Linked DNA regions of Mus musculus: all the other regions are linked to region 3. Evidence: chromatin contacts called from public Hi-C and HiChIP or PLAC-seq data. All regions are on one chromosome and are shown on one strand. Each heading gives the region's core, a stretch centred on a gene start, on an enhancer-like site or on the middle of the called end of the contact. The rest is flanking DNA. Distances are from core to core; before and after follow the strand shown. Region 1 has its middle 55 kb from the start of Gm13582. Region 2 overlaps Gm33436 (a long non-coding RNA gene). Region 3 holds the start of Rbms1 (RNA binding motif, single stranded interacting protein 1). Region 4 has its middle 65 kb from the start of Gm39833. Region 5 overlaps Itgb6 (integrin beta 6). Region 6 has its middle 32 kb from the start of Gm39833.

Region 1 (4,757 bases), core at 47-2,546, 150 kb after region 3:
GTGTCTAACACGCGGGATGTAAAGTTAACCTAAGTTAAAACAGCAACAGGACAAAAATACCACATCACAGAAACATCAGCAAAAGAAATGCGGGAGAGAGGGGGAGGGGTACCTGTAACTTTTTTTCATGCTGTTGGTAGGAATATAAAATTGCATCATCTTTGTCAAAAGCAATAGAATTTCCTTAAGACGTTAAGAAGACCAACTTCCCACATGATCCACCATTTTCACTCGGAGTATATACTCAAAATAATTAAAATGAGAATTCCACTTGGGATATTTAAAGATCTCCGTTCATAGCATCATTCATGTAGCTAAAATGTGAAACCAATCCAAGTGCCGTTGCTGGAGGAGTGGATAAGAAAGCGTGTTATTGTAATCATGGGGCATGATTCAGCCTTTGGAAGGAAAGGAATTCTGATGTATGCTCCAACATGGATGGCTCTGGAGGAAATGATGTTGTGAAATAGGCCCAGTCCCAGGCACAAAAGTACTGTGCAAGGTTCTTGAAGTAGTTAAAATAGAAGAACCAGAAAGAAGAATGTAGTTGTTGGGGCTGGTGGCAATAGGAGTTATTGTCCAATAGGTATAGGAAGTCAGTTTTATTAGGTGGGGAGAATTCTGGAGATAGATGATCATGATGTAGCAAAATAATATAATTTACTTACCATCACTGAAGTGTGCATTTAGAATGGCTAAGTTTGTTCTGTGCATTCCAGTAACAACTGAAATGAATATAGCCTTAAATATTATAGATGCCTTTGTAACCCTATCCCACAAGTATGGTCCCCTGGATTGTATCAATTACTTTAATACAGCTCATACTCCTACTGTAGAATATAGTCACACCCCCTAGTAATAAGCAACATTTTTTAAGTTACTCTGTGAAAAATATGATTCAGCTGCTTCCCATATATGGACTCACTCAGCTGTTATAATTCATTGATTGATGAACCTGAAACAGAGGCACTTAATGACAGATGAAATGTCCTGCAGACATTATGCAGATCATTAGTGCGAGAGCCAGAGAGTGGATTCAAGCTGTCTGATTGTGTGTGTACAGCATCCTATACTCATCCCAAGTCTTGACCAAATGCTAACACTGGATAGAGCCGGAGTAAGGCAAAAAGCTCCCAAGCGTCACCAGGAGCCCCCTTGCACCCCCTGCACCCCTGCTCAGGTGACACCTGTGCATTAATGATCAGCTCAGGGAGAGAATCTCCCTCATGGCTGTGACTCTGCAATTATAAAGCTGTTTCTACCTCAAGGTTTCTCAATTCTAATGTCACAATACATTGGTGTGTTGTAAGTGGTTGTAAAAGTGTTTCCCAACTAAATTGTTTCCTTAAAGTAGAGCAGATGAAGGATTAACACCAGTTTAAAGCTATCCTCATTCATTCTATCAAAATTTTGTGTGCAGGAGACAGTGGCAGGTGTTGGTGCATCCAAGTTCATGAGGTGTGGAGGTCAGAGGGCACTGGATATCTTCAATTGCTATCCTCCCTTCTCTCTCTGTGTGTCTATTTGTATGGTATATGTGCATGTGTTTGTGTATGTGACACTGCACATGTGTGTGTAGACTATAGGACGACCTCAGCTTTCTTTCCTCAGGAGGCATCTGCCTTGTTTTTCTGAGACAAGGTCTATCACTTAACTTGGAAGGAAGGATTAGGGTAGGTTGACTAGCCAGTGAGCATCAGGGATCTGCCAAGCTCTGTGTCTCCAGGACAGGGATTACACATGCGCACTACCACACTTGGCTTTTCATGTGGGTGTTGGGGATTCGAACTCAGGCCTTCATGTTTGTGCAACATGTACTTTGTTGACTGAACCATGTCTGTTTCTCTTCCTAGCTTTCTTGATGTTTGCAAATGAGGTAAGTGTTGTGGGGCTGACAACAGAGATGTCCCTGGGAGAATAGCAAGTACACAAATCAAACTCGGAATGTGTAGAGGCAGAAACAAAATAAAATGTGGTATTTTGGTCCACATTTTCCCCATTTCAGTTTCAGGGATTTGTTGAAAAACTGCTCAATTTAATGTATGTCTTCTTTTACTGTTTTCATGGTCACAATCATGTTGGTTTCTATGATCATTCATGAAGGAGTATAACACGCTTTTTACTATTTTGAGAAACTTTCAAACATGCAGAAAACCTAAAAGAAAGACTATTATAACTAATGATAACATCCAATAAGGAGCATCCAAATTCCCACCGAGAGTCAACATTTCATCAAATTTGCCTCATATATATTTGAGCATTGATACATATTTTGTTTTCTGAGTTATTGGAAAACACATGGCAGCCATCCAGACAGCTTTCCCCAGTGTTGGTCATTCATCTGTGTGATTGATTCCTCCCTGTTCTCCCCTGAAGCTCCTTAGAGAGCTGCTGGCGGTGGCTATATTTCCTAGCCCTTGCGTGTTCTCTGTCTGTGTCTGCCTCTGCCTCTCTACCCCTGTCTCTGTTTCTCTCTGTGTGTCTGTCTTTCTCTGTCTCTCTTATGGCCTGCAAGCCATTTGGGTTTTGGTAGTTTTTTTCTGTTTTCTTTTTTTTTTTCCAACAAATTCCAAGTGCTTCTGAAGTGCCTCTGCTTATTTCTGTGGGCCCCTCTTCCACAGGCCAGGGGCTCTGCAATGCCCCTCCTATGCTAACCACATAGATTAGTTTTTGAAAAATTCTGAGTAGTCTTTCTGTCTTCTTTAACTCTTCACACCCCTTTTAGCCATTTATCTGTATTCTGGGTAGAATCCCTTCCCCCTTCTCTCCCACACTCTCTCGTTTTTAATTTTCAAGGTCTGCTCATTTATTGTTCCCCCTAAAGACTCTTAGATTTGACAGACTGAGAAGCCCTCAGACAAGACAGACAGTCTAAGTCTCTTGGCAATCTGCTCCCAGGATTTTTCTTTGGCTTCCTTCACTCTATTGACCCAAAGTTTATCATATTCTACAATCTTCTCGCTATTTTCTTAGTACCCCTCTTTCCTCAGAGCAACAGGCTGGCGTTTGCGCAGGACATGTGGAGTAAGACACAAAATCTTGGGTACTTTCATTCTAGGCTTCTGATCTTTTCTGTTTAAGGGCTTTCTGACAACATGTAGCTGTAGACATCTTCTTCAGACTCTGATAGCTCATTAATGTCCCAACTGCTGAAGCACAGTAATATCTGTCAGTCCAGGAATAAATCTGTCTGTGTTTCTCTGTCAGTCTGTCTGTCTGTTCCTGTGTTTCTGTCTCTGTCCTCCCCACTTCCATATTCAAGTTAAAAACACTTAGACTAGAGCCCCTTATTCAATAGCAAACACATGTTGCCATGGGTCAAGATTGCTTCGCTTCATGGCAAAACCTTGTCCGTGTTCCCACCACTGATCCCTACCCTTCCTCTCTTCATGCAGAGCATCAGCAGGGACTGCTGTGGCTTCATGTGCTTCTCATAGGAAGTTCAAAATTAGTATTCACCATCCACTTCAGTGAGTCTCTTGACAGACAGTGGCTGGGAAGGAGATATTAAGCTTCATCTAAATCCCTTCCTCTTTTGAATCCCCCCCACCCCCACCCCGCTCTCTCTCTCTCTCTCTCTCTCTCTCTCTGGTGGTGGCATATACCATCTCTGTTTTCTTGATTCCGAATTACACAATCCTTAAATTATTTAGCTTGTTTTTTAAGAAGTAAGGATGTTCGTCTGGAAACCTTAGCATTCCGGCAACTTAAAAAAATTAATAATACACAGTAATGCCTCTGTTCATTATTGCATGTCCCCACTTGTTCCCTAAATGGCTTTTCACAGTGATTTCTTTTAAATAAATCCAACCAAAGTTCACGTGTTGCATGTGAGTGTTGTGCCTTCAGTCTCTCTTAGTTTCTATCAGATCTGTAATATTGACTGGACGAGGTGACCGGACCAGGATTTTGGTTTTTTTTTTTTTTCCTAGAATATCCCTGAAGTCTTTAATTTTTTTTCTTTGTGATCCTGAATGTCTTTCTAAACTCTGTATATTTTTAATAATATGAATTTTGGATATAAAACCTGACCAATTAAATGTGAGTTAAACATTATTGGTAAAAATGTTTCATAGATTTGTTCACTTTATAGAGCATGGCACCAGGGAATTCAACTTGTTAGCTCATCACATCTCCAGTGATAATGCCTTTGGTCCCTTAAGGAAGGCCATGTCCACCAGATCGTCTTAATTATTAGATGTGTGTGTGTGTGTGTGTGTGTGTGTGTGTGTCATTGTCCATCTTTGAATCCCTGACATTCTTCCAGCCTTGTATAATTGCTCATTGAATGTTGGAGTCATGTTTCAGATATATATGATGCTTATGATGTCTATAGATCACTGCTGTGGTCATTGTGTATCCTCTGCCAGTATTCATGACTTGACTGGCCTCCATAAATATCTCAGCAGTGTGGGTCCTAGCTCATCTCTCCTGGCTTCCCCACTCTATCCTACTCTCCCTCAGTCTTAGTTTTTGCATTCAGTAAGGAAACACAAAAAAGGGAATGTACTACCTTTAAAGTCAACTTACTTTCTACCCACTCAAGGCAGTTCTCCTCTCCTGTATTGCTTAACCCTTTGATCTCTATCACATTATAGCATCAATCAGTAGTTAGCAATCCATTTTTGATCCCTAACTATTGATCACATCTCTCATCCAATTTTCTCCCCAAGCTGTACCCTTTCTGCCTCCCTGGTTGTTTCTTTCTCAAGAACGCCAATCTCATTACTGTTATTCAGGGAACTGCTTTTCACTAA
Region 2 (4,634 bases), core at 1,276-3,775, 180 kb before region 3:
AAGTCTGAACCTGTCTGCTGAGCCTTCTTGGCAGGTGTGTAACCAAATGTCCCCGGGCCTCGCCAGTCTGTGGGGGCCAATTAGACCTCACTTCCACTCTCAAATGTTTCGAGCTGATTGCTCCAGCTGAGAAACTCCCGGCCCTCCCTGAATCTTCTTTCCCAAAGTTTCTCCTTCTGGGATAAGGCCACAGGAGGAATCAGACATGCTCAGAAACGGTTTGTAGATCTTGGATGTTCATGGTTTGTTGGCCACTGGAAGCTGTCACTATGTTGATGCCTTGTGTCCCAGTTCCTCTGTTGGGGCTAAGTCTTTCCATCAGCACATGAGCTTTGGGGTACTGAGGACATGGAGAACTGGTGACCTGAGAGAAAGCTTTGAGGGAGCTAAAACAATTCAGAGCACCAGGGCAGGTCGTACAAACCCTTACCACACATCTCTTATGTAGGTCATCTCTTCCAGCAGCATGAAGCTAACCCTCAGCTTCCACTCAGCTGCCAAGTGCAGGCTGCAGAGCTCCACATTCCCTGCATTCCTCCTTGCTCTAACCATGACCCTTTTGCCTGCTGGGAAAAGCACCCTCACCCACTTGCTCTGCTTGCCTTTCATAGTTGGAATCCCAAAGCTGCTGGGCTTTGGCTTCTGGCTCTGGCTTTAGTCTCAGCTAGGGCCCAAGTCTTGCTGGGCCACCCTCCCTAATCCTGCCCCAACTGCCCCCATTCTTCCTTAGGGCCCATCCCCCACTTGCCAGATCCTCCTGACTAGCTAAAGGACAAGTTTGACCTCTCTGGCAGCTGCGCTGAGACTGTGGATGAATCCCAGGCTTCTGGGTCTTATTTCCACCCAGCACTCTCTCTGCTAGAAGAGAAGCCTTGCCCCTCCAGGAAGTGAACTCATTTTCCTAGCATTAGGTAGAATGCAGCTTACAGCGTCTCTGCAGCAAGGCCATCGACTTCTTTTCGAATGGTCCTACAAGGGTTGAATGAGTTAAAGTAAAAGTTGAAAGTTATAACTGCTGCAAGTGGCCAACTCTGGATCATAAGAGGTTAGACCTTTGTCTAATGCCCCACAGATACTGTGGAATGGCTACTGGCCATCTAATAGCCCACTGACCAATAAGATGCTTAGTGAGGTAAGTGTGGCAGCTATGCCAATCATTCCAGCACTCAGGAGACCGAGATGGGGGATTGCTGTGAGTTTGAGGCCAGCTTAGGTTACATAGTGAGTTCCAGGCTAGCCTGAGCTACATTTAGTTCTAGACCAGCCTAGGCCACAATGGTATATATAATTTCCATGGAGTTTTTTTTTCCTAGACAATATCTAAATAGGAAGAGATAAATGGTAAACAAATTAATCAATAAGAAAATTAATAGTAAAATATTTGCAGACAATTGATTTGGGGTGATATAATAAGGGGTATCTAGATGAGTCCTTCAAGCAGAATGCCAGGTAAGACATCCTTGAGTAAGTGATAAAATTAGATTGAAGGAGATCCAACCAGGCAAAGATCAGAGGAAAGAGAATTGCAGAGAAAGGAGCATGGAGAGCAAGCAGTCTGGGAGCAGCTAGAGCGATGACAGAGGAGTCCCTGAGGATGGAGTCTAGGGAGGGGCAAGGCAGAACTCAGCTGCAGCTGAATGGAAGAAAGACAGCAACTAGTACAGGGTGGTCCTATCCATCCGGGAGAACACAGACAGCCTTGGGGTCTCCACAGGTCGGGCTGCCTGGACTTACTGATAGGTCACATGCCCTGGAGGAGAGAGAAGATTCCAGAATCTCTAGATGACAAGAATGGACCGCAGAAGCTCCTGCCTGCTCAGGTGCAGGTAGTCTGGACTAGGTGGTCACCAAGCTGCCTAGACAGTGGTCCATCCAACAGAAATGAGAGGATGCCCTCCCCACCCTCACTGCCAGATGAATCCTTCGGTTTCAAATATTTTAAATTACAGTCTTGAAGAGCAAAGGAGGCTCTTGCAAGCAGCCGAAGGAGGAGAGTGTAGTACACTCACATGGCCAAATGTTCTGTTTTTCCCCTGATGAACTATCAGTAGCAACAAGGGTGACAGCTGAGGGCGGAACTGGCTGGTGTGTGTGTGTGTGTGTGTGTGTGTGTGTGTGTGTGTGTGTGTGTGTGTATTCTGATAGCAGTCTCATATCAGAACAATTAAGTATAAACCTGAAGGCCTGCTCTCATGAAAACCTTCAATCCAGTCTCTAAGGGCCTCAAACTCAGACTTTCAAAGGGAGCCTTGCTTTGCCAACAGTCACCATTTCACTGTGTTTGCTAATTTCCCAACTCCATGAAAACCTCCAAAAGGGTGAAGATGGAGAACAGAACCTTATGGGAGCCCCAGGAACTTACAGATCCCTGAATGTCATCATGACGTTATCTCTAAAGTCCACACTGTCCCTTAGGGGCTTTTATTGACAAACTGCAGAGAAGTGACTCAAGTCTATGTCATGATCATCTTTCCCAGAACTGGGAGTTCCTCTGGCCTGCCAGACACAGGAGCATTTTTTTCCTTCTCCTCAGCCTTACTCACACATGGTGGCTCATCGCTTTGAGGGCATGGAGAGTTTCCTCATGGCCCCTGTACATTCTGTGCTGCTTTGCTGAGTGAGGAGAGGTGCACACGGCTGCATCACTGTTTTCAATTTCATTTTTCAGTTTCACCTGGGGCCAAAGTTTTCGGTATCCATATAGTTTGATTGCTTTCTGATTCACTGTGATCATATGCTTTGCAGGATAATTCATTCTTTTGCTCGAAGATATTAATAACACACAGTGTTAGTACTCTTAAGCAGACATGTAAAAGAAAAAAATTGAAACTCAGGAAGACTGAGTAACTCACATTCGAGGTCTAAGAGATGTGGCCGAGACAGGAGAATTAGACAATTGGAGACCTTCAAACCATGGCAGAGCTTTGTGGCTTCGAAGAGAACTATGCAGTTTTTCAAACCCCCAAATTATTTAATTAAACAGGACTTAAATATCTATTATAAACCCAGCCTCATGACACAGAAATATATCCATGTATTTAGTCAATAAAATATTTTAAGTACAGTATTGTACAAAAAACACGTAGCCACAAGGGCCTTGTCTTTAAGAATCCTCTGGGTAGTTAGATAAAAAAACAGATCTCTGAAGTAGTTTGATGACAGTATGAGGTAGTGTGTGAGGTAATAGATGCTGGAGGTCAGAAGAGTTCCTGCCTGACATAGTCAACCTGACCTGAAAGGCCACAGGATATGACTGGGGAACACTCTAGAAAAAGGCACTTTGGAAACAGGAACAGTGTGCATCAAAGAACTGAGCCAGTAACCATTAAAGTGTTCATGCAGCCTATCAGGTTACTTGGTGAGAAGATTTGTCAGGGACCGGGAAAAATTGTAGACTAATTTTGTCACTTGCTGAGGTAGAAGCGATAATGTCTCATACTTTGTATATGTGTGGTTATGGAATCATAATCTTTATTGTTATTATTATCTGCATGAGTCAGGCTGGAGCTAGATCTCATTAAAGAGTCCCCAGGGAATACGAAGAGGAATCGAGGTACACACATGTCAAGTGAAGTATCATCATCAGTAGCTAAGGATTTTTACCCATAGTCTGGTGCATTGAACCTCCACTGAAAAGACTCGGTCTCAAGGATTAGCTTTTTATCTGAGACCCTAAAATGAACCTAAGGCCTTGTGTGCTGGTACACACCTTCTTTCTTCTCCTTCTCCTTCTCCTTCTCCTTCTCCTTCTCCTTCTCCTTCTCCTTCTCCTTCTCCTTCTCCTTCTCCTTCTCCTCTCCATCTTCTCCTCCTTCTTCTATTTATTTATTTAATATATATCAGTACACGATCTCTCAATTCAGACACACCAGAAGAGGCCATTGGATCCCATTACAGATGCTTGTAAGCTACCAAGTGGTTGCTGGGAATTGAACTGAGGTCCTCTGGAAGAGCAGTCAGTGCTCTTAACCACTGAGCCATCTCTCCAGCCCCTACAATAGCTTCTTAAGCTAGATACAGTTACTCCGAGTTTTAGAGGTGAGGAAGCAGACTGAGATGCCCTGAGCATAAACAACAGTGGTCGAAGGAATTGAGGCAAGATCGTGAGCCCAGTTCATCAGATTTACCCTTTAGCTGCCATTTAGCTGGGATGCCTAAGTGACAATAAAACAAGTTATTATATTTTAATAAAGCACAGAATTGGGACTCAATAAGGGTTGCTCTCTTCTGAACCCCACCAAGTGGTTGGGGGATTTCTAGGCAAAACTTTTAAGTTGATCAACCATTTCTTGCCCTTCTACTGTCTGTTCAGTATGCTGTTGCCATATGTAACCAACCATGGGGCCCATGAGAGGTGAAGAGTCTAAGGTGGAGATGTACGAGTATCAGCTGTGCATCGAATTTTAAAGGTTTAGTGTGACCACCTTTAAAAAAGGACATTATATATCCAAATCATTTTTAATTGGTCCAAATGAGATACAAGTACCTCATGTTTCTTTTTCCTTTCTTCTGGTCTGACTTCTAGAAAACGTTCACTTGCACATCTGGCTCAGGTTTGTGGTTTCTGTTATCTGCCCCTTAGACACAGGAACTGCCTTGCCCAATCCTTTGTCTTTCCAGAGGTGCATTTGGCT
Region 3 (4,800 bases), core at 331-2,830:
CGTCCGTGAATCCTGACCTTGTGCATATCTATCTCAGCCAAGTCGTCAGTAAAGATTTTAAACTTGTAACCCAAAGATTGGACTTCTTAATCCAGGAGAAAGGCTGTGGCTTGGACATCGTGGGCACTGAAACCCAGGGACATTTATTTACTTCTTTTAAAGGGGAATTTTAACAAACAAAAGAGGCAAAGAAAGTAAAATAGAAAATAGTACTTTGTGACCCCGAGGAAGCATTTCAGATGGGCTGATGCTGGACAGCCGGAACAATAATCCTGCAAACCGCCACAAAGAACTCAGCAGGCTCCAGTGCCACACATCTGGATCTTAATGGAACCACAGTTTACGTGGAAGGGTGCATTTTGCTGCTATCATTACTGGGATAACTTAATTGATCTGTCTCTGTGGCTGAGGGTGTAGACTAGAGATTTATTACGAAGGGAAAAGATCTGCAATGCTGCCTTTTCTTTTTCAACAAGCATTCTGTCACTGACCTCTAAACGAGTTTAACCTTTTCTGAGCAGACCTGCACATTTTTAACATAATTTAGAGCTAGGGTTTTTGTTGTTGTTATTGCTGCTGCTGAGAGGCTGTGGGGTTTTTATCACAACATGGCTTCAGTAACCTTCTTTCAAAAACAAAGATGTTAAAAACAAAAGACCGAAACTAAAACCTGCCAGTTCCACTCCTTTTCCAGGCAGGGGATTCGGATGTAACCTTTCAAGTGCCTTTGGAGTTCAATCTGTTAGAAAATGTATGAAACAAAATTAGAATAGGAAAAGGCGTGTGTATGACTCAGGCTTATCCCAGTATCTCTATCACAGGATTTCCCTGTGTTTCTGAAAACCTTGAGAAAGTGACAGAAGTTCCTGTTTTTCTTTTCTTTTTTGTCTTTTTTTTTTTTTTTTTAAAATAAGAAGGGTGGCGCGCGCGAACACACACACACACACACACACACACACACACACACACACACACGTCTTCCGGGTTCCCCATGAATCAGACAGGTTTCTTGGAGGTCCCCTAGTGCAATGCAAAGCACTGCCCCGACGTATCCCCAGTTCCTCTGTACACAAAGGTCTCCAGGAAACCCCCAAACTTGTTGCGGGCCGCCGGAGCCCTTGGCCGCGCGCCTGCCCGTCCCACCTCTCCGCCAGTCCCCGTCCCGGTCCCCCCGGGCATCTCTCCGCCCGCCGCCTCCTTCCGAAACCGGGTCACCGCCCCGCGCGCTCGGCGCAGGCCTGGGGAGCGCGGCAGCCTCACCTGCTTGCGGTAGGGCGTCCTGCAGCCGCCGGCAGCGCCGGGGTGGCCGCTGCCGCTGGGGAAGATCATCTCGGGCGCGGGGAGCTGAGGCAACCGGGGCCGCGGCGCTCCGGGAACTCCCTCTCTCGCCTGTCCGGGCAGGCGGAGGGAGGATGCGGCCGGGGACTGGCTCGCGGCTCCCGCCCTAAAAGTGCGGCGCGACGCGCGCGGCCGGCGACTCTCGAGCAGCTCCGGGGGCCGCCGCCCTGCGTGCCATGGACCGGAGTTCGCGCGCGGTGCCGGCGGCAGCGGACGAGCAGCGCCGCCGCGTCCCCACCTCCCGCCGCCTCAACCACCGCCCCGAGAGCGCGCCGGCCGGGGGCGGGGAAGCAGCCGCGCACCGCCTAGTGCCGCGCCCAGCCCTCCCGCGCCTCCCGCCCGCCCGGCCGCCCGGCCGCGCCCGCTCCCCCGGCCTCGGCCCCCGCGCTCGGCCTCCCGGGCTGGGGCGGCAACCCGGGCTGCGCGGCGCCCCCATCCCGCGCAATGGTTGGCTCTGGCGCCCCGCATGCCTCACATTCCTGGGAGCAGCCACCCCAGGCCCTTGGGCCAGGCGTCGCCGTGGCTTCGCACCCCACTTGGCTGCCCCTTTTAAGGGCATCGCTTCGGGAACCGCTGGAACACCTGGATAGGAAGCCAATGGCCCGCCTTTTCTTTCATCTTTCACAGCAGCCCCTGGTCCCGAAAAGGCGCGGATAATTACTCTCACTTCCCTGTCCAGATCTACCTCCCAGGACACTTCTCAGCCCCCCAGTTATAAGCATGCTACATTTTTGTAGAGCAAACGGGTGGGTTTTTTTTGTTTTGTTTTGTTTTGTTTTTGTGTTTTCCTTTCCAGTCCCTCACCCAAATACACCCGGGAAAGTTTTCAATTTCATTCTTGTGCCACAGAGGAAGAGTTTTCCTTCAAGACAACATTATCAAAAAAGCAATGAAAACCTTATAAGCCATCCAAAGGGGAGACCTGTCCTTCCTGGAAAAGACAGAAGATACAGGAATTCAACCTAGTTATTAAAAAGACGGCAAGAAAGGGACAAAGACAGGAGTAATTTCCTTTGTTCTCAAGTGGAAAAAAAAATAAAAACTGCTTCTCTTGCCGCTCCTTTTGCAGTCACCTCTCTGGATGTAGCTAGCAGGCTTTGAACACATGTTGATGTGGAGGCCTCAGAAGAGGGTGGTCAAGCAAGCCATTTCTGGATAGGGTTACCAGGGCTGGTTGCCATCTTTAAATTGGCGACGGGGTCCCTGACAAGTATTCCTGAATTCTGGGATTACAGCCACAGTACACATACATAGGTCTTCCCTGGCTTCTAACATCTTCCTGGAAAGGCCCATCTGCTACAACAATGAAAAATCCCAGCTTGTCTTAACAAGAGAAGGAACTCAAACTCTGGCTGTCACAGAGATGCTATGAACGTCAACTTTCTAGCCAAAGTGTAGCCATTCAGAGACTTTTCTGAAAACAAAGTTGAAAATTATACTTCCCAGAAATCCTGCTGGTGACTTAGTCAGCTGCTTCCAAAGTCCCCAGAGTTCCAGCAAAAGTAACAAGAAATAATAAGTCTTGCCTATTGAAAGCAGACACACCCACAACACACACATAATCCTAATTCTTTTCACTTAAAAAAAAAAAAAAAACAGCAAAGGCTAGGGTATTCGGTGCATACTGGGCAAGTAAAACCTTAAAATTCACAGGATATCTGCCCTTGAAAGTGTTTAAAGATTACAGCACAGCCAGGCTGTGAGCTAGTGGGGACCCCAGAACTGTTTTTCTACTACTACTCCATGCATTGGTTTTGTTTTTTTTTTTGGTTTTTTTTTTTTTTTTTTTTTTTTTTTTTGCTGTGACCTGTTGTCTTTCCTCACTATGAGCCAGCACAAATGCAAAGTGGACAGTTTTAGTTCCAACTGTTCAAGTCGAAGATGCCTTTTCCTGAGGACTCGAGACACACCCTACTTCATCCTACCCTCTGCACTATTACCACAAGTCCCACCAGTCATCTACAGAAAAAGCCAGTGTACAACCTCAGTTGTCCTGACTGGTCTCTTAGGAAACCACAATTGAAACCACAGAAGAACAGCATTAAATTTTTTTATGGCTTTTCTCTCAAGTCATGATGTACTTGCTGGGTCATGACCCATTGGATACTGTGCTATTCCAAAATGCTAGCACTCGATTGGATGTCTAATAGTTCTCTAGAGATAAGAAAATGTTAAATGATAAAATTTAAAGAGATGGCAAAATAAATCTGATACTAGTAGAATGTGCAAATAATACTGAGAGGTATTAAGAGAACTGACCTTAAGACTTAAAATGAATCTAAGAATTAGCATGCTGTTTATAGTTTCACATGAACTGCTTAAAAAGAAAAAACATAGACATGTAGTACTTAAAAAAAAAGGAAACTTGAGTTCAAAAGCTCCAAATATGAAGTAGATCTATAAGCCATTATACAAAGAAGAAAAGATTAATAGTCCAACCTCAAAATAGGATCACAGAAACCCAAAAATTCAAACTTAAGGGAAATAGCTGGAATATGAAACTCTGTATATAACATACACAATCAATTCTAGATAATCCATGAGCAATTATAGGGATGGAGTCTAGCGAGGTCCGTCTAGAAAAGTCCACTTTCATTGTTGTCGATTTTGAAAGAGACATCAGAAACTAAAGGAACTGACCAGAAAGCCTGCAAGCTATTCGGGTGAAAATTCAGTGCTGCGGAGCCTTGTCCTGTGTACCTCCTTCTCCACCCTCAGCCTTAGGTGAAGCTGTGGGAATCTGACCCAGGGGCAGCCACTCTACAGACTGGCCAGTGACCTATGATCTGGGTGGGACTGGAAACATGAGCTCGCCAATCTGATTCTCAACCCTTGGGAATTTGATTCACAAAACTCCAAGGGCTAAACCAGTTAGGAAAGGGAAAGAAATGGCAAGAGCTGCCTGGGGTGAGGGGAGGGGGAGGGGAGAGGAGGCCATGACAGGCCAGAACCATATGCAAGCCAAGCTTATGAGGAAGCAGAAGCTATGAGGAAACAGGAAGCTGCCTGGCAGCAGGCAGGAAAGCAGCAGAGCAGACACCAGGAGCCCCGAGCACTTGGTGGTGAGAGACGATGGAGAGAGCTCCTGTCCCTAGAGAGGTGTTGACTCCTCTTCAGAATAGCAGCAGCCCTCGGACACTATGTGTACACTCAGGCCACAGCCCTGGCTAAATGAGTTGAAAGAGTTTCTTGTCTCTTTGTAACAACACAAGAGACAAAATGAAGGCAGAACCAAGCAAGCCTGACTCCATATTTCAGTTCCCTACTTATGCCACACATGATCTGGGGCAAGCTAGTTGCATCCCACATTGTTTTCACAGTATAGTGTTACATCAAAAAGGTTCCCAACTTGATAAACGGCAGCTATTAGTGTTGTAGTCCAGGTTTTATAGCAGAGGAGGGTAGTCTAATAGCACATGCATGCATAGTAAGTGTGAAAGGCCATCAAAGAAGAGAAGGTAG
Region 4 (5,156 bases), core at 1,077-3,576, 180 kb after region 3:
TGTCCCCAGGAATCATGTCCTTCTGACTGGATGAAAAATGAAAAGAGCATTTAGCCAAAACCTTGAGGTATCAGGACAGAAGGACACAAGTAGGTCAGCTATAGGCATTTCTTTTGAAAGACTGTGGTAGCAGGCAAGCAGAGTGACCCAGGCTAGCATTTCTAGATCCATTGGTCTCATGGTCATATGGGAAGATTGTAGAGATGTGGATTCCAGGGCTGAAACATACCCACAGGGTCTATGGATCATCAGCCACTTGGGGATTCTGAGACCTGTAGCCTTGGGATGAGCACTTTGAAGGGACAGACATGACAGGTGCTAAGAAGACAGTGCTATGGATTTTTATTTTTCTTTTCAGCCTAAACTTCTCAGGAAGGACAATGGCAAAGGCCCTGCTGGATCCTACTAAGCACCAGGGAAGTGGGACACTGAAGATTCTGTGTAGAAGTGAAGTGGCTGAGTGTAGTTCCCTGGTATTCTTGCCCAATATGTGTAAAACCTGAGTTTGACCATCAACACATACAATAACAGAACCAAAAACCAAAAAAGCTCCAACATTTCAGATTTTAGTTGTTGTTTTTGTTTGAAACAGGTCTCTTGTAGCCCTGTACTCTTTGTGTATCTGAAACTGGCCTTGAATTTCAGATCTTTCTGTTTCCATCTCCCATGTACTAAAATTACAACAATGTGTAATTTCACATTGGCATTATGTGGTTCTGGGAATTAGACACCAGGCTTTATGTGTAAACAATAAGGAAGTACCTACAGCTATGACACTGAAGAGTAAACCACAGAGAGATGCTATCAGAAGGAAGATTGGTTCCTGGGCAAGGGGGGCACATGGGAAAGAGGGATTTCTGAGAAAGAGTTCACAGTGTACTTACATAATATGAATGTGGTGCAGTCAAAACAAATTATCCCTTGAACCAATAGCAGAAAGTCAGTCCTGCTATGTAGAAAGCCAGCAATCTGCAGGCACCTAGTAAACAAGATATAGTAGTCAGACATACAGAAGAATATGGTGAAGACTTATATTCAAAATTTTGGTTTCTTTAAAAATACAGACATATTGTGAGAATATGTTTTCATTTTAATCCCAGGTGTGGGTTATGGGGCTGCTTCAGATTGTTCACAGCAGCTGACTAGGATTTGCCTCATGCTCTAGCAGTCATGTGATTTTGCCAGCTGCTGATTGTTTCTGTGAGTGTGTGGTGTTTGTAATGCTGGGGATTCTTCCAAGGTTATATAAATGCTAGGCCCCTGAGTGGTGGGGTGACTGTTCGGTGGGTTGTTGTTTGTTGGCTGTTGAATACTGTTGGTGGTGGTTTGTTAAGTAGTTGTGGACAAAGAAGGAAGAAGAAGAAGAAGAAGAAGAAGAAGAAGAAGAAGAAGAAGAAGAAGAAGAAGAAGAAGAAGAAGAAGAAGAAGAAGAAGAAGAAGAGGAGAGGAAAAGGAAGAGGAAGGAGAGGAAAAAGGAGAGGAAGAGGAGGAGGAGGAAGAGGAGAAGGAGGAAGAGGAGTTAAATATCCTTACAGTGAAGAACAAATTGCCCAAAGGAGCTCCATGTCCCTAATCAGCAGGAAGTAGTTTAATAAAAACTTAGCACCCTTTCCTACACCTGAGTTTTTTGGGGGGATTTCTTTCTCTCTCTGTCTACCTTCTATTCTTCTTTCTCTTCTACCTAGTGTTAGGGGTGTGAAAGGGTGGAAGAAGAGGGATGGAGAGGGGTAGAAGAACGAACCTACAAAGTAGCCCAACTCTAGCTACAAGGAGTATTCTAAAATCCAGAGGAGGGGCAGGGCAGGTACAGGACAGTCAGGAGGAGCACTGGATCAGGTTAGTCTACTTAGAAAAGATCGCTGGTCCCATGCCCTGTCCCCGGGACTCTTCCTAGTCTGCTGTAGCTCTGGCTACAGCCATTCCTGAGCAGAGGTGCCCTCCGCTATGTGTCTTGAACTCCCTGTCCTCTTCACCTCTGCTTGGGTGAACTCAGTCTGTGATACTAATCAAGCTCTTTCTAGCTTCCTGCAACATTGGAGCTTCCCCTTCCATGTTTCCATGGGGACTGTTAAATTTCAAGGGGCCCCACCATTCTCTTTGCTCTGTGCCTCCAGGCCAACTTCACAGACTTAGGAAAGAAGGTGGCTTAGGGCATCTGCAGTAGCACCATAGTGAGCTAAATGGGCCTTTGTGGATGGGTCTGGGAATCATCACTCTTTATAATGATAGTTTTCTGTGGGGAAATTCTTTGAGTTCCAAACACTCCATTGACTGGTGACCTTTTAGAATACAACTGTCCTATCTAGTCTCCCCAGTGGGGTGAGGTCATTAGCAGTTGTCAGAGTCAGGATGGAAGCAGCAGACCAAGGCCAGGGCAGGCTGGGGTCAGAAGCCAGGCACTAGGAAGCAGCTGTGAAAGAGCTGCAGGATGGGACAGGCAGTTAGAGAGTGACATATTTACTGTTTCAGAAATGTGTTCAAGTGGTGGCAGCGGGACAAGGGGAGGAGTTTGGTCCCCACAAATCCCCATCGGTTTCTTCAAAGGTCAAAATAGGAATCATAACAGCAAAACATGCATCCCAGAAAACAAGGTTTTATGTAAGAGGTGTGGCTAAGCATTGAAAAAATTGCTATCTAAATGGATCTCCTATAAACTTTAAACTTAAAACAGTGGGGTTAATGACCAGATACAACTTCTCCTAAAATCCTGTTACTCTTTTGCCCTCTTTCTACCAGAAGGCCCTCCCATACTGAATACATCATTGGTGATGTGTTCTGTGGTTCTGCCCGTGAACTTCTATCTGTGCTTTCTGAAATGTGATCAGGGGGCGCATGCCTAAGATGCTTTTCAAGATAGGATGCCTAAATCTGTTACCAAGTGGGCTATGCAATATGTGTGTGTGTGTGTGTGTGTGTGTGTGTGTGTGTGTGTGTGTGCGCTCCCATTTGTGCAGATGTGGAGGCCAGAAGTCAGCATTAGGTGGCTTCTATTGATCTCCACCTTATTTTGGGGACAGGACCTCTCACTGAACCTGGAACTAGCTGGTCAGTAAACTCTGGGAGCTCCCTGACTCTGTCTCTCCAGCACCGGGATTACAGATTTGTGTCACTGGGCTGGGCTTTAAGAAAATAAGGTGCTAAGGCCCTTGTGACTGATTTCTACCACTGCAAACAAACACCCCAAAGCTCCCTCCACAAAGACCAAGACAAACTATTGTTCCTGTCCCTTTCCTGGCATCCCATATTAAAACAGAAAGAAAAACTTCTTAAGTTATTCCCAATAGCCAAGTTACAGAATGAATTTCGGTGTTCATCTAATGAGATGACAAAAAGAAAAGGGGAAAAGAAAAGCAGCAGCATCAAATGATACGGAGAGAAACTTGAAGCAATCCCACTAAAATCAGGGACTAGACATGGCTGCCCACTCTCTCCCTACGTATTCAATATAGTACTTGAAGTCCTAGCCAGAGAAATTAGACAACAAAAGGAGATTAAAGGGATACAAATTGGAAAGGAAGAAGTAAAAATATTACTATTTGCAGATGATATGATAATAAACATAAGTGACCCCAAAAATTCCACCAGAGAACTCCTAAACCTGATAAACAGCTTCAGGACAGTAGCTGGATATAAAAATTAACTCAAGCAAATCAGTAGCCCTTCTCTACACAAAGGATACACAGGCTGAGAAATAAATTAGGGAAACAACACCCTTTACAATAGTCACAAATTATATAAAATACTTTGGTGTGGCTCTAACTATGTAAGTGAAAGATCTGTATAAGAACTTCAAGTCTCTGAAGAAAGAAATCAAAGAAACTCTCAGAAGATGGAATGATCTCCCATGCTCATGGATTGGCAGGATCAATATAGTAAAAACGGCTATCTTGCCAAAAGCAATCTACCATCAAAATTCCAACTCAATTCTTCACCGAGTTAAACAGAGCAATTTGAAAATTCATCTGGAATAACAAAAAACTAGGATAGCAAAACTATTCTTAACAATAAAAGAATCTCTGGTGGTATCACCATTCCTGACCTCAAACTGTGCTACAGAGCAATAGTGATAAAAACTGCATGGTACTGTTATAGACAGGTAGATCAATGGAATAGAATTGAAGACCCAGAAATGAATCCACATACTTATGGTCACTTGATCTTTAACAAAGGAGCTAAAACCATCCAGTGGAAAGAAGACAACATCTTCAACAAATGGTACTGGCTCAACTGGCAGTTAGCATGTAGAAGAATGTAAATTGATCCATTCTTATCTCCTTGTACAAAGCTCAAGTCTAAGTGGATCAAGGAACTCCACATAAAACCAGAGACTCTGAAATGTATAGAGGAGAAAGTGGGGAAAAGCCTCAAAGATATGGGCACAGGGAAAAGATTCCTGAACAGAACTGCAATGGCTTGTGCTATAAGATCAAGAATTGACAAATAGGACCTCATAAAATTGCAAAGCTTCTGTAAGGCAAAGGACAGTGTCAATAAGACAAAAAGGCCACCAACAGATTGGGAAGAGATCTTTACCAATTCTAAATCTGATAGAGGGCTAATATCCAATATATACAAAGAACTCAAGAAGTTAGACTCCAGAAGACCAAATAATCCTATTAAAAATGGGGTACAGAGCTAAACAAAGAATTCTCAACTGAAGAATACCGAATGGCGGAGAAGCACCTAAAAAAATTTTCAACATACTTAGTCATCAGGGAAAAGCAAGTCAAAACAATCCCGAGATTCCACCTCACACCAGTCAGAATGGCTCAGATAAAAAATTCAGGTGACAACTGATGCTGGCAAGGATGTGGAGAAAGAGGAACATTCCTTCATTGCTGATGGGATTGCAAGCTGGTGCAACCACTCTGGAAATCAGTTTGGTGGCTCCTCAGAAAATTGGACATAGTACTACCGGAGGATCCCTCAATACCTCTCCTGGCCATATACCCAGAAGATGCTCCAGCATGTTCATAGCAGCCTTACTTATAATAGCCAGAAGCTGTAAACTACTCAGATGTCCCTCAACAGAGGAATGGATACAGAAAATGTTGTACACTTACACAATGGAGTACTATTAAAAACAATGAATTTATGAAATTCTTAGGCAAATGGATGGATCTGGAGGATAGCATCCTGAGGTGAGATAACCCAAT
Region 5 (4,917 bases), core at 1,368-3,867, 250 kb before region 3:
GTATTTACTTTCACTGTACATTTTAGAAGAGAAGGTTACTGGCTTCCGAGTATTTATTATTATTTATTATTATTAATTTTACATTTGCTGAAGTGTGAAAGAACTTGCCACTGGTGGAAGTTTCTAAGTAGAGTTCCTTGCGATTCCTTCATCTGCTTTGAAGAGCAGTGTTACTGTCTGACCTTCTTAACTGTCAGGTATATAGGTTGAGTGTATTCCCAATATTCTGCACATATTTTTAAAAAGAAAAAAAGAAATGTGTGTGTGTGGGTGGGTGGGGGGGATTGCTCATGTTAGTTAGCAATTCCTGCTGTTTTCGGTATTTTTACCAAGAATTTAGGAGCTGGAATATTGGGACGATGTCTATGCCATTAGATTAGGCTAGATAACAAACACTTCGGCCCTTCAGAAAGCATTTTTTTAAACAATTTTTTTTGTTTGTTTGTTTGCTTTTTTTACTAGAAAGGCAGTGTGGGGTTCTGCAGATACATCCTTCCTATGATTTGATGGTGGCTTTGCCATTGATTAGTTCTTGTCACCTACAGGCTGTGTCCTGCTTAAATCCAATAAAAACATAGATGTGGGTTTATATACACACACATGCACACACACACACACACACACACTGGAGTCAGAAAGTGAACCTTTGAATGAAAAGGGAGAAGAAATTAATTTTCTTTGGGATAAATGCTTTCATGTGTTTTTCAGAACTCTTGGATTTCTTCTAGCTTCCCTTCCTCCCTCTTCTCCTTCCTTCCTTTTCCCAAAAATAAGTTTTTTTTCCCTTTCTTTCTTTTTATTTTCTTCATTTAAAAAAAAATTGTCACATGACCTGCTTCTGATCCCACTTCAACCTCCCTCACTGGGGAAATGGTTCTCTTTTCTACGTTTCTGACACTGTGGTTTGGAAACATGACTTGCTTAGTTTTCTGTAAAGATAACGCCACTGTGTTTTGATGAGATGTCTGCTTTCATCCTGTGATAAGTAGGGTGTCTGGGCTTAGTCCACAGCCAGTTAACACTTCACTTGCAGACCATGTTTATACCATTTTAAACTGTGTTAATATTTGTCTTTCCTGTTGGAATAGGTTATAATTAAATACATGCATCAGAATAATGTTTAACATAGCATATTCTCCCCCCTTAAAAGATTTACTTTTAAACTATTTTCGTTATTTGTACATATGTGATTATGCACACAAGTGCAGGTACCAGCATAGGCTCTGATCCTCTGCAGCTGGAGTTACAGGCAGTTGATGCTGAAATGATGCTAGGAACTGAACTAAGAGCCTCTGGAGGAGTAGCATGTGGTCTTAGCCAGTAAGCCATCTCTTTAGCTCTTAAGACTTTATGCTATTATTTTTATTTATGTGTATTTGTCTGTATCAGTGAATGCCACTTGTGTTCTGGAGCCCATGATGGTCAGAGGAGCCCATGGAATAGGCGATATAGATGATAAAAGGTATCAAGAGCGCTGGAGCCAGATTCAGATCCTTCCAAGAACAGCATGTTAACCACAAAACCACCTTCCTAGCATCTGAAATATATTCTCTTCATTTGTTTTTTATTTTTGTTTTGTTCATTTTTGAGAGAGGAAAATGTGGGTCTTACTATGTAGAACTGTCTGGTCTAAAACTCACAGTCTGGACTGGAACTCAGAGGTCTGGTTACCTCTGCCTCCAAGTACTCAGACTAAAGAAACGCGCCACCGCACTTGGCTTCTGCAGTATATTCTTAAGGTATATTGTTTTTATATGTACAAAAGCATCTATTAAAATATTAATATGTACATTTAAAACTTTCCTTGAAACTTTAAAGAAATCCCAAGCTATTTTCTACTTTCATTCTTTTCATAGGCCTTTCCTCACATGTGTTCTTGCCTAGCATCACTTGACCTGGTACCGAATATACTAGATTAGTAGGCAGTTAGTAAGTGGCTAAGTATGACGTAATCATCTGGACTATAAACACCTGGGAGACTGAGACAGGAAGACTATGAATCTAAGGAGGGAAGGGAGGGGAGGGGAGGAAAGGGAGAGAGAGAGAGGGAGAGGGAGAGGGAGAGGGAGAGGGAGAGGGAGAGGGAGAGGGAGAGGGAGAGGGAGAGGGAGAGGGAGAGGGAGAGGGAGAGGGAGAGGGAGAGGGAGAGGGAGAGGGAGAGGGAGAGGGAGAGGGAGAGGGAGAGGGAGAGGGAGAGGGAGAGGGAGAGGGAGAGAATCTCAAATCTACTCAGTATCTATGTGTCTTCTCCTTGATTCTGTTCCCTTGGCAGTCTCTATTAGCTTATTTTTTCCAACATAAAAGATATAAGAATCAGGTCAGACCCAGCAACTTAATTTAGAAAAGGTCTGACAGACAATGAAATTCAGATCATAAGCAGTTTTGTGGTATCCCGGTGGCAAGTAGAGAGGCAACATTTCAACTTTTATCTGCTTAACTTGAGGGAATAGTGATATTTAAATATAATGTAAATGTAAGTTCAGTGGACAGAGCTCTGACTCCACGGGAATGTTAGAAACGGCAACAAATGCAGGAGACTGTCCAGTTATCCCAGTTCTAATGAGTCACCCGCTGAAGCCACCAGAAAATATTTACAGAACAACTGCTGAGCCCAGGAATGTGAAGAAGAAATGAAAGACCAAAGTCCCCAAACAGCTGCCACACAAGAGGCAGGAAGCCCGTAGGAGCCCATCACCTACCTCCACAGAGAAGGCCTTTGTGTCTCAGACAGGAGAAGTTGTCACACTGGCAGTAAGGTCCGTAGATGCTTCCGTACGGCGATAAGTGGCAGATGCACTGCCCACAATAGCAGTCACCCCTTCCACTGCATGAAGGGTGACCCGGGGACTCCTTGCAGGAATCCGTGCTCACCATATCCTCACCACACTCGCAGTGAGGACCCATGTGGCCGGGGTTGCAGGTACACACCCCACACTGGAAGGAGCCATTCCCATTGTGACACTTAGAGCTGTTAGTTTCTATTTCTCTCTGGCAGTCGCAGTCACATTCTGCACTGACGAGTATTTCTAGGGTGTCCCCCAGCCCCACTGGCTTTATGATGAGGTTCCTGCTTCTTTTCTCACAGTTGGATACGCTCACAGTCACATTGAAGGATGCCTGGTAAAGAAAATGCTGGTTATTGCTTCCTCTATCCAGCAACCTGCAGGATTTGAGATAAAGCTGGTGAGACTGGCTTCTCCAAGAAACCCAGCTTCAGCAAGCTGAGCTAGCTAGCCTGCAACCCATCAAATTGTTGTTTCTAAAGATCTACCAGGGATCTACTTACTGTGTCTCCAACTTTCATGTGGGAGCATTTCTTTTGGTGTGGGAAGAGGACACCATTGTTACAGAGAGCTGTGAAAGACAGGTTGAGTCCTTCTGTGTCCCCTAACACTTCCAGTTCCACCTCAGACCGCAGTTCCTTTAGTGTAGACAAGAAAGGGTTAAGGGAAATCATAAGTAAAAAGGAAATCCAGCCAGAAGAAGAAACTGCTTGATGCTAGGGAGATGATTTAGTGCGTAAAACTCTTGCTGTGGAAGGAGGGCCTGAGTTCTAATTCTCAGGACCCATGTAAAGAGGATCCCAGGACTTAAGTCTGTACTCTCCAACCTATGATGTGCTGCCAGGCAGAGACAAGAGAAGCCTGGCTTGCTTTCTGGCATACGTAGCAGCGAATTAACAAGAAATAAGAGACTCCCTATCTTAAACAAGGTGAAAGGTGAGAACCAACACCCATATGCATGCTTAGGTGTATGTGAGTGTGCTCGTGCATGTTCACGTGATATACGCATACGAGAACAAAATAAACAACTATAAATTCATAAAGCTAAATTGAACATAAAAATTCATCATTTCATCAATCAAGCAGGACTGTGATATATATTATATATGTGATATATACTGTATGTGTGTATATATATATCTAGATATATAGATATAGATATATACAGTGTGTGTGTGTGTGTGTGTGTGTATGTGTGTATTCCTCAGACATTGTCAATGTTGAGATATACTATCTCATGATAAGTAAGCTATGACAATATTTCTGAAGGTGTTTTTGCACAGCATGGGACAGTCAGGAGCCAATTATTGCCTGCAAGTTGTTTCATGCACTCTGAAGGATTCAGCAAGTTCTCCTGACCTGGGTTGCATAGCTTGGCATCATAAAGACAGTGCTTTTGCTTATGTACCAGTGGTGCATATGTAACAATGTACAGATATGATAATGGTACCCTTCACTTGTACGCATCGATGTGTCTTGGTTCTCAGAGAGCCCCCATGCTGCTCTCAGAGGGGAGCAGGCTCTCATCTATCCCTAGCAATGAACATTTACTTCACTGATAGCAAATTTACATTCTGCCGCTTTGTTGGGTCCATTTCTGCATCTATAATAACTGTTCATTTCAATATTGAGTCATAGTTCAAAAATTATAAGCATATCTTACAATAGCTACTACACTTAACATTTTAAGTAGCAAAAGCGAATGTGATGATTTGAAATAGCAATCATCGCGATTGTGATGAAGATGATACTCTCTTTGCCACCTGACACGTAATGGCTGTAAAGACCTCACTAATTACAAAATGGACCTCTATTTGTTCTCTTACCAGGATGGATGGGAATCAAACATAGGTCCTGCATAATGCCACCCCAACACTCACCAATGAGTTATACCTCCAGACCCCCCAAATCTTAGAGGTGTTAAAGTATGGTGTGTGGGAGAGTTGTACCTTAAAGTTATTTGGGGGAATTATTATGCCTTGACTGTCAAGTCAGATCTTGGATAAGACTGAATTTCTATTCTGAGAGGTTCTCATCTTGCTTTTTCTATTCCTCAGTTACTTATAACATATATAAGGAAACAAAACAAAAATGTCAAACAATAAAACCTAATAAAGTACTTAAATATCATAAG
Region 6 (4,699 bases), core at 1,861-4,360, 210 kb after region 3:
CTATCTGTTGGGTGTGTGGTGATATAGAAATTAAATGCATAATGGCAGTACTGCAGAAGGAAGCAGACCTCTGTGGACATGCAGTGCTCTAACGTCCCTGCAGTTAGGAGTATCATAAAGGAATTGTCAGTGCACAAGCTGGAAACTCTGGGTCAACTACTCAACTGCAGGTGGAGAGAGAAAGTGAAGTAAGAAGGAAATTTGACTTGTTGAAACCAAGACAAGAGTAGAGAGAGAAAGCATAAAAATACAGTGAAATAAGAAACAGAAAGTAGAAATACTGAACTCCATTTAAAAATAATAACGTTAAATGAAAAAAATGGGAATTCAGACTGCATTAGAAATAAAATTCTAGGTTCTTTCCAGCTTCTGGCTATTATAAATAAGGCTGCTATGAACATAGTGGAGCATGTGTCCTTCTTACCTGTTGGGGCATCTTCTGGATATATGCCCAGGAGAGGTATTGCTGGATCCTCCAGAGGAATGGATACAGAAAATGTGGTACATCTACACAATGGAGTACTACTCAGCTATTAAAAAGAATGAATTTATGAAGTTCCTAGCCAAATGGATGGACCTGGAGGGCATCATCCTGAGTGAGGTAACACATTCACAAAGAAACTCACACAATATGTATTCACTGATAAGTGGATATTAGCCCCAAACCTAGGATACCCAAGATATAAGATATAATTTGTTAAACACATGAAACTCAAGAAGAATGAAGACTGAAGTGTGGACACTATGCCCCTCCTTAGATTTGGGAACAAGACACCCATGGAAGGAGTTACAGAGCCAAAGTTTGGAGCTGAGATGAAAGGATGGACCATGTAGAGACTGCCATATCCAGGGATCCACCCCATAATCAGCATCCAAACGCTGACACCATTGCATACACTAGCAAGATTTTATTGAAAGGACCCAGATGTAGCTGTCTCTTGTGAGACTATGCCGGGGCCTAGCAAACACAGAAGTGGATGCTCACAGTCAGCTAATGGATGGATCATAGGGCTCCCAATGGAGGAGCTAGAGAAAGTAGCCAAGGAGCTAAAGGGATCTGTAACCCTATAGGTGGAACAACATTATGAACTAACCAGTACCCCGGAGCTCTTGACTCTAGCTGCATATATATCAAAAGATGGCCTAGTCGGCCATCACTGGAAAGAGAGGCCCATTGGACTTGCAAACTTTATATGCCCCAGTACAAGGGAACACCAGGGCCAAAAAGGGGGAGTGGGTGGGCAGGGGAGTGGGGGTGGGTGGATATGGGGGACTTTTGGTATAGCATTGGAAATGTAAATGAGTTAAATACCTAATAAAAAATGGAAAAAAAAAGAAATAAAATTCTAATTAAAAGATTGGCTTTAAATTAATAATGCAGAGAGATCAAGTTGGGAGGGTAGAAAAGATAATTAATGGGAATACTTATCAACAGAGAGCTCTGTTTCGAACAAATGGGACTTGAAGAAGTGGTCAAATGCACAGGGAGATACAGGAGAAGGATAAGTGCACCAGGGAGATACCATAATTTAAGGTTTATAGCCACCCAATAATATAGCTTCAAAATATATAAGGCAAAAGTGTTGCAAGTAAAAAATGGAACATAAAAATCCATAATCATAGTAGGCACTTTAACTCACATAGTAGGCACTTTAACTCATCATTAACAGGTGGTGGAGAGGATGCAGCAATCAGTAAGGCTATACAGACAGTCTGAATGATAGAATTGCCCACAGGAGCCAATTTATATTTATAGTACAACGCTTAGCAATGTCAAAATTTTAATTCTTTTCAAGTACAAATGGAACGTTTGCTGAGATTGTCCATATGCTGGGTCATAAAGCAAGCTTCAATCAATTCCAAAGATGCAGTCAATTCAGAGTCCGCTCTTTGCCTCTATGGTGGAGTTGAGCCTTAAATGAATTAACTTGACAATTTCTGACTTTTACAATTAATGTATGTCTAAGGTAAGTCATGTGCAGAAGTGAGGAACTGTGCCCTGAATGACGAAGAGGATATACTTCATTAAAACTTGTACTATCCACCTAAAATACTTAAAGAAACAACAGTAGGAAAGAATGCAGAAAATGAATAATCTTGACACTCATTTCAAGGGACCAGAAAAAGAACAGCCATCAGGCAGGAGAAAGGAACGGTAAAGATGGCATAAGCTATGAAAGAAAACATCTCAAGAAAACACAATCAACAAAGTGAAATACTGTTCTCTGAAAGGCTAATACAATCAAGAAATGCGTAGCAGCGCTATATATGGAAAAGTGTGTGTGTGTGTGTGTGTGTGTGTGCGTGCATGTTGTTAGGCATGAAAAACAGATACTACTGTAGGCCATGTTTCTATTTAAGATAGGAAGAACAATATCAACTAACCAGACCACCCAGAGTGCCAAGAGACTAAACCACCAACCAAAGAGTATACATGGAGGGACCCATGGTTCCAGATGGCAGAAGATAGCCTTATCTGACATCAGTGGGAGGGGAGGCCCTTGGTCCTGTGGAGGCTTGATTCCCCAGCATAGAGAGATGCTAAAGTGGTATGGGAGTGGGTGAATGGGTTGAGGAGCACTCTCATAGAGGCAAATTCGGGGGGGGGGGTTATGGGATGGGGAGTTTGTGAAGGGGTAACCAGGAAGGGGGATATCATTTGGAATGTAAATGAATAAAATGATTAATAAAAACAAACAAGCAAAAGATACAAATTCAGGATATTACAGACCACTTTACTCAATGAATTTGACAGTTTAGAAAAAAGATTATGTTGTTCTTTTCTAATTTGACACAAGCTAGAGTCACCTGAGAAGGGTCAACTGAGAAAGTCTCAATTGAGAAGAGCCAATTAAGAAAATGCCCCAATCATATAAGCCTGTAGGTGGGGCATTTTCTTGAGAAATAATTGATGTGGAAGAGTTCAGCTCACTGTGGGTGATGACACTCCTGGGTACAAAGTACTGAGTTATATAAGAAAGCAGGCTGAGCAAGTCATACAGGAGCAAGCCAGTAAGCAGTGCTCCTCCATGGCTTCTGCTTCAGTGTTTGCCTCCTTGCTTCCTGTCTTGAGTCCATGCCCTGAATTCACTTTACAATGGACTGTAAGCCATAATGCTAAGCAAGCCCTTTCTTCCCCAGGTTGCACTTTGGTCACTGTCTTAGACTCTATTCTATTGCTGTGAAGAGACACAATGACTAAAACAACTCTTATGAAAGAAAGCATTCAATTGGGACTTGAATTGAGAGGGGAGAAGGGAGAGGGGAGAGGGGAGAGGGGAGAGGGGAGAGGGGAGAGGGGAAGAGAGAGAGAGAGGTAGCCATTGGCCTAGCTTGGGCTTTTGAGACCTCAAAGCTTCCCCCCACCAACCTTCCCCCCCCCACAAGGGATACACTTCTTCCAAAAAGGACATACCTGCTAATCTTTCTATTTCCTTCAAATAGTGCCTCTCCCTAGTGACTAAGCATTTAAGTATCTGAGCTTGTAGGGGCCCTTCTTATTTAAACCACCACAGTCATGGTGCTTTATCCCAACAATAGAAAGCAAACTATGGTGTGCTATTCCTGGAGTTGAAGGTTATCAATTTTGTTAAGAAGAGCCTTTTTATTTTATAAGAAATTGAGTCCACTGTTTAAAACATTTCCATGAAGATAACTTCACGACTCCATTGCTAAGTTATTTCACACATTTGAGGAGGAAGCAATACCAACATCAAACTGTATAAATTCTTCCAGCATACAAAGAAGGGGCACTGCTCAGTGTGTTGCATGGAGCCTGTTTAAAATAACCCTGCCATTAAAGCCTTCAAAAGAGTTACAGGAACAGAAAATTAAAGCTGATTTTCTTCATGAATTTAGTAGCAAACCCCCAAATCCTCAATAAATCACATTTAGTAGCACACACAAAGAGTAGTTCCCTAGAAGAAAGTGGCATTTCTTGCAAGAATATAGATTCTAAAGAAAAGATTCAGGGAACCCAATAGAAAATAGATACATTTATGGAGGCACTGCATCTAACTTGCTGCAAATCTATGGGAAAGCTCTCAATGCCATTGAACTATAGGGGATGCAGATTAAAACCTGAAATGATAGCTATTATGCATCCAGATGAGACTGGGGGAAAACTGGGTATGAGAGTGAAGGTGGGATACAACTGTTTTCCAGAATAAATTTGAAGTATCTATTAAGGCTGATTGGGAAATCCTGGCTTCATTTGTAACAGAAATCTATTTATATTTTCACCAAAAACAAAACAAAACAAAACAAACAAAACAAAAAACAAACAACCCCCCAAAAACCCAAAAAACAAACAAAACAAAACAAAACAAACAAACAATAAAAAAACAAAAACAAAAGACGTACAAGATTGTGCTTCATAGCACACAATTTATAATTGTACCAGAATAGAAATATACTAAATGTCTATCAAAAATAAGCTGGGTAAATAATCTTGACTGTGTTTTAAAATGGCACAACATATTGCAATAAAATGAATGAATCTCAGAAGCATAATGTTGAGCTAGAGCTTTCAGTGGGAAGAGTTATCTTCTCATAGAACACACTCATTCATGTAAATGTCAAACAAGCAACACTACTAAGTGTCCTTAGGGGTAATGAAAGTGGTGCTCCTTCAGCTGGCCACTGAGATGGCCAGACTGTGGTTGCCTTCTGCTTCTTAGTCTGGTGCTGAGTACATGGG

Evidence for each region. A called contact is a pair of places that touch in the nucleus more often than the background predicts. HiChIP or PLAC-seq counts read pairs in DNA pulled down with a chosen protein or histone mark.
Region 1: a contact with region 3 is called in a Hi-C map of neutrophils, with 4 times the contacts expected there. The contact joins the enhancer-like site here to the promoter of Rbms1 in region 3. A contact is called at or near these places in 1 of 484 Hi-C or Micro-C datasets (neutrophils) and 1 of 9 other capture datasets (adipose tissue).
Region 2: a Hi-C map of pancreatic cancer cells shows a contact between it and region 3, with 3 times the contacts expected there. The contact joins the enhancer-like site here to the promoter of Rbms1 in region 3. A contact is called at or near these places in 2 of 39 promoter capture datasets (liver and maxillary cranial neural crest), 4 of 484 Hi-C or Micro-C datasets (muscle stem cells, nephron progenitors and pancreatic cancer cells), 2 of 115 datasets of contacts at active chromatin or transcription factors (extraembryonic endoderm stem cells and pancreatic cancer cells) and 3 of 9 other capture datasets (adipose tissue, liver and pancreatic islet).
Region 4: a Hi-C map of myocytes shows a contact between it and region 3, with 2.5 times the contacts expected there. The contact joins the enhancer-like site here to the promoter of Rbms1 in region 3. A contact is called at or near these places in 3 of 484 Hi-C or Micro-C datasets (the N1E-115 cell line, myocytes and nephron progenitors), 2 of 115 datasets of contacts at active chromatin or transcription factors (the SCID.adh cell line and bone marrow-derived macrophages) and 1 of 9 other capture datasets (adipose tissue).
Region 5: an H3K4me3 HiChIP or PLAC-seq map of the SCID.adh cell line shows a contact between it and region 3, with 18 read pairs. The contact joins the enhancer-like site here to the promoter of Rbms1 in region 3. A contact is called at or near these places in 1 of 484 Hi-C or Micro-C datasets (the N1E-115 cell line) and 2 of 115 datasets of contacts at active chromatin or transcription factors (the SCID.adh cell line and pancreatic cancer cells).
Region 6: a Hi-C map of the G1E-ER4 cell line shows a contact between it and region 3, with 2.0 times the contacts expected there. The contact joins the enhancer-like site here to the promoter of Rbms1 in region 3. A contact is called at or near these places in 1 of 484 Hi-C or Micro-C datasets (the G1E-ER4 cell line) and 2 of 115 datasets of contacts at active chromatin or transcription factors (the SCID.adh cell line and bone marrow-derived macrophages).

Annotation. Positions count from the first base shown.
Region 1 is chr2:61,027,490-61,032,246 of GRCm38.p6, forward strand. No RefSeq gene overlaps it. Among named protein-coding and RNA genes, the nearest start is that of Gm13582, 55 kb to the left of the region's middle. Within about 2 kb of position 1,297, at least 20 of the 459 cell types and tissues checked have an H3K27ac peak or open chromatin away from gene starts, as enhancers often do. A contact at or near this core is called in neutrophils, where this site is marked.
Region 2 is chr2:60,697,731-60,702,364 of GRCm38.p6, forward strand. All of the region lies in intron 2 of Gm33436 (a long non-coding RNA gene), which reads left to right. It also overlaps a transcript of Itgb6 not described here. Among named protein-coding and RNA genes, the nearest start is that of Gm33436, 7.4 kb to the left of the region's middle. Within about 2 kb of position 2,526, at least 71 of the 459 cell types and tissues checked have an H3K27ac peak or open chromatin away from gene starts, as enhancers often do. A contact at or near this core is called in adipose tissue, muscle stem cells and pancreatic cancer cells, where this site is marked.
Region 3 is chr2:60,879,858-60,884,657 of GRCm38.p6, forward strand. Rbms1 (RNA binding motif, single stranded interacting protein 1) reads right to left here and starts at 1,581. Exons shown (of 14, transcript NM_001141931.1): 1 at 1,261-1,581. The coding sequence starts at 1,329. It overlaps LOC108168762 (a long non-coding RNA gene), which reads right to left. Exons shown (of 2, transcript XR_003953832.1): 2 at 3,109-4,800.
Region 4 is chr2:61,059,940-61,065,095 of GRCm38.p6, forward strand. No RefSeq gene overlaps it. Among named protein-coding and RNA genes, the nearest start is that of Gm39833, 65 kb to the right of the region's middle. Within about 2 kb of position 2,327, at least 21 of the 459 cell types and tissues checked have an H3K27ac peak or open chromatin away from gene starts, as enhancers often do. A contact at or near this core is called in adipose tissue and myocytes, where this site is marked.
Region 5 is chr2:60,625,049-60,629,965 of GRCm38.p6, forward strand. Itgb6 (integrin beta 6) reads right to left here. Exons shown (of 15, transcript NM_021359.3): 9 at 3,287-3,421; 10 at 2,700-3,117. Among named protein-coding and RNA genes, the nearest start is that of Itgb6, 46 kb to the right of the region's middle. Within about 2 kb of position 2,618, at least 32 of the 459 cell types and tissues checked have an H3K27ac peak or open chromatin away from gene starts, as enhancers often do. A contact at or near this core is called in the SCID.adh cell line and pancreatic cancer cells, where this site is marked.
Region 6 is chr2:61,092,816-61,097,514 of GRCm38.p6, forward strand. No RefSeq gene overlaps it. Among named protein-coding and RNA genes, the nearest start is that of Gm39833, 32 kb to the right of the region's middle. Within about 2 kb of position 3,111, at least 8 of the 459 cell types and tissues checked have an H3K27ac peak or open chromatin away from gene starts, as enhancers often do. A contact at or near this core is called in the G1E-ER4 cell line, where this site is marked.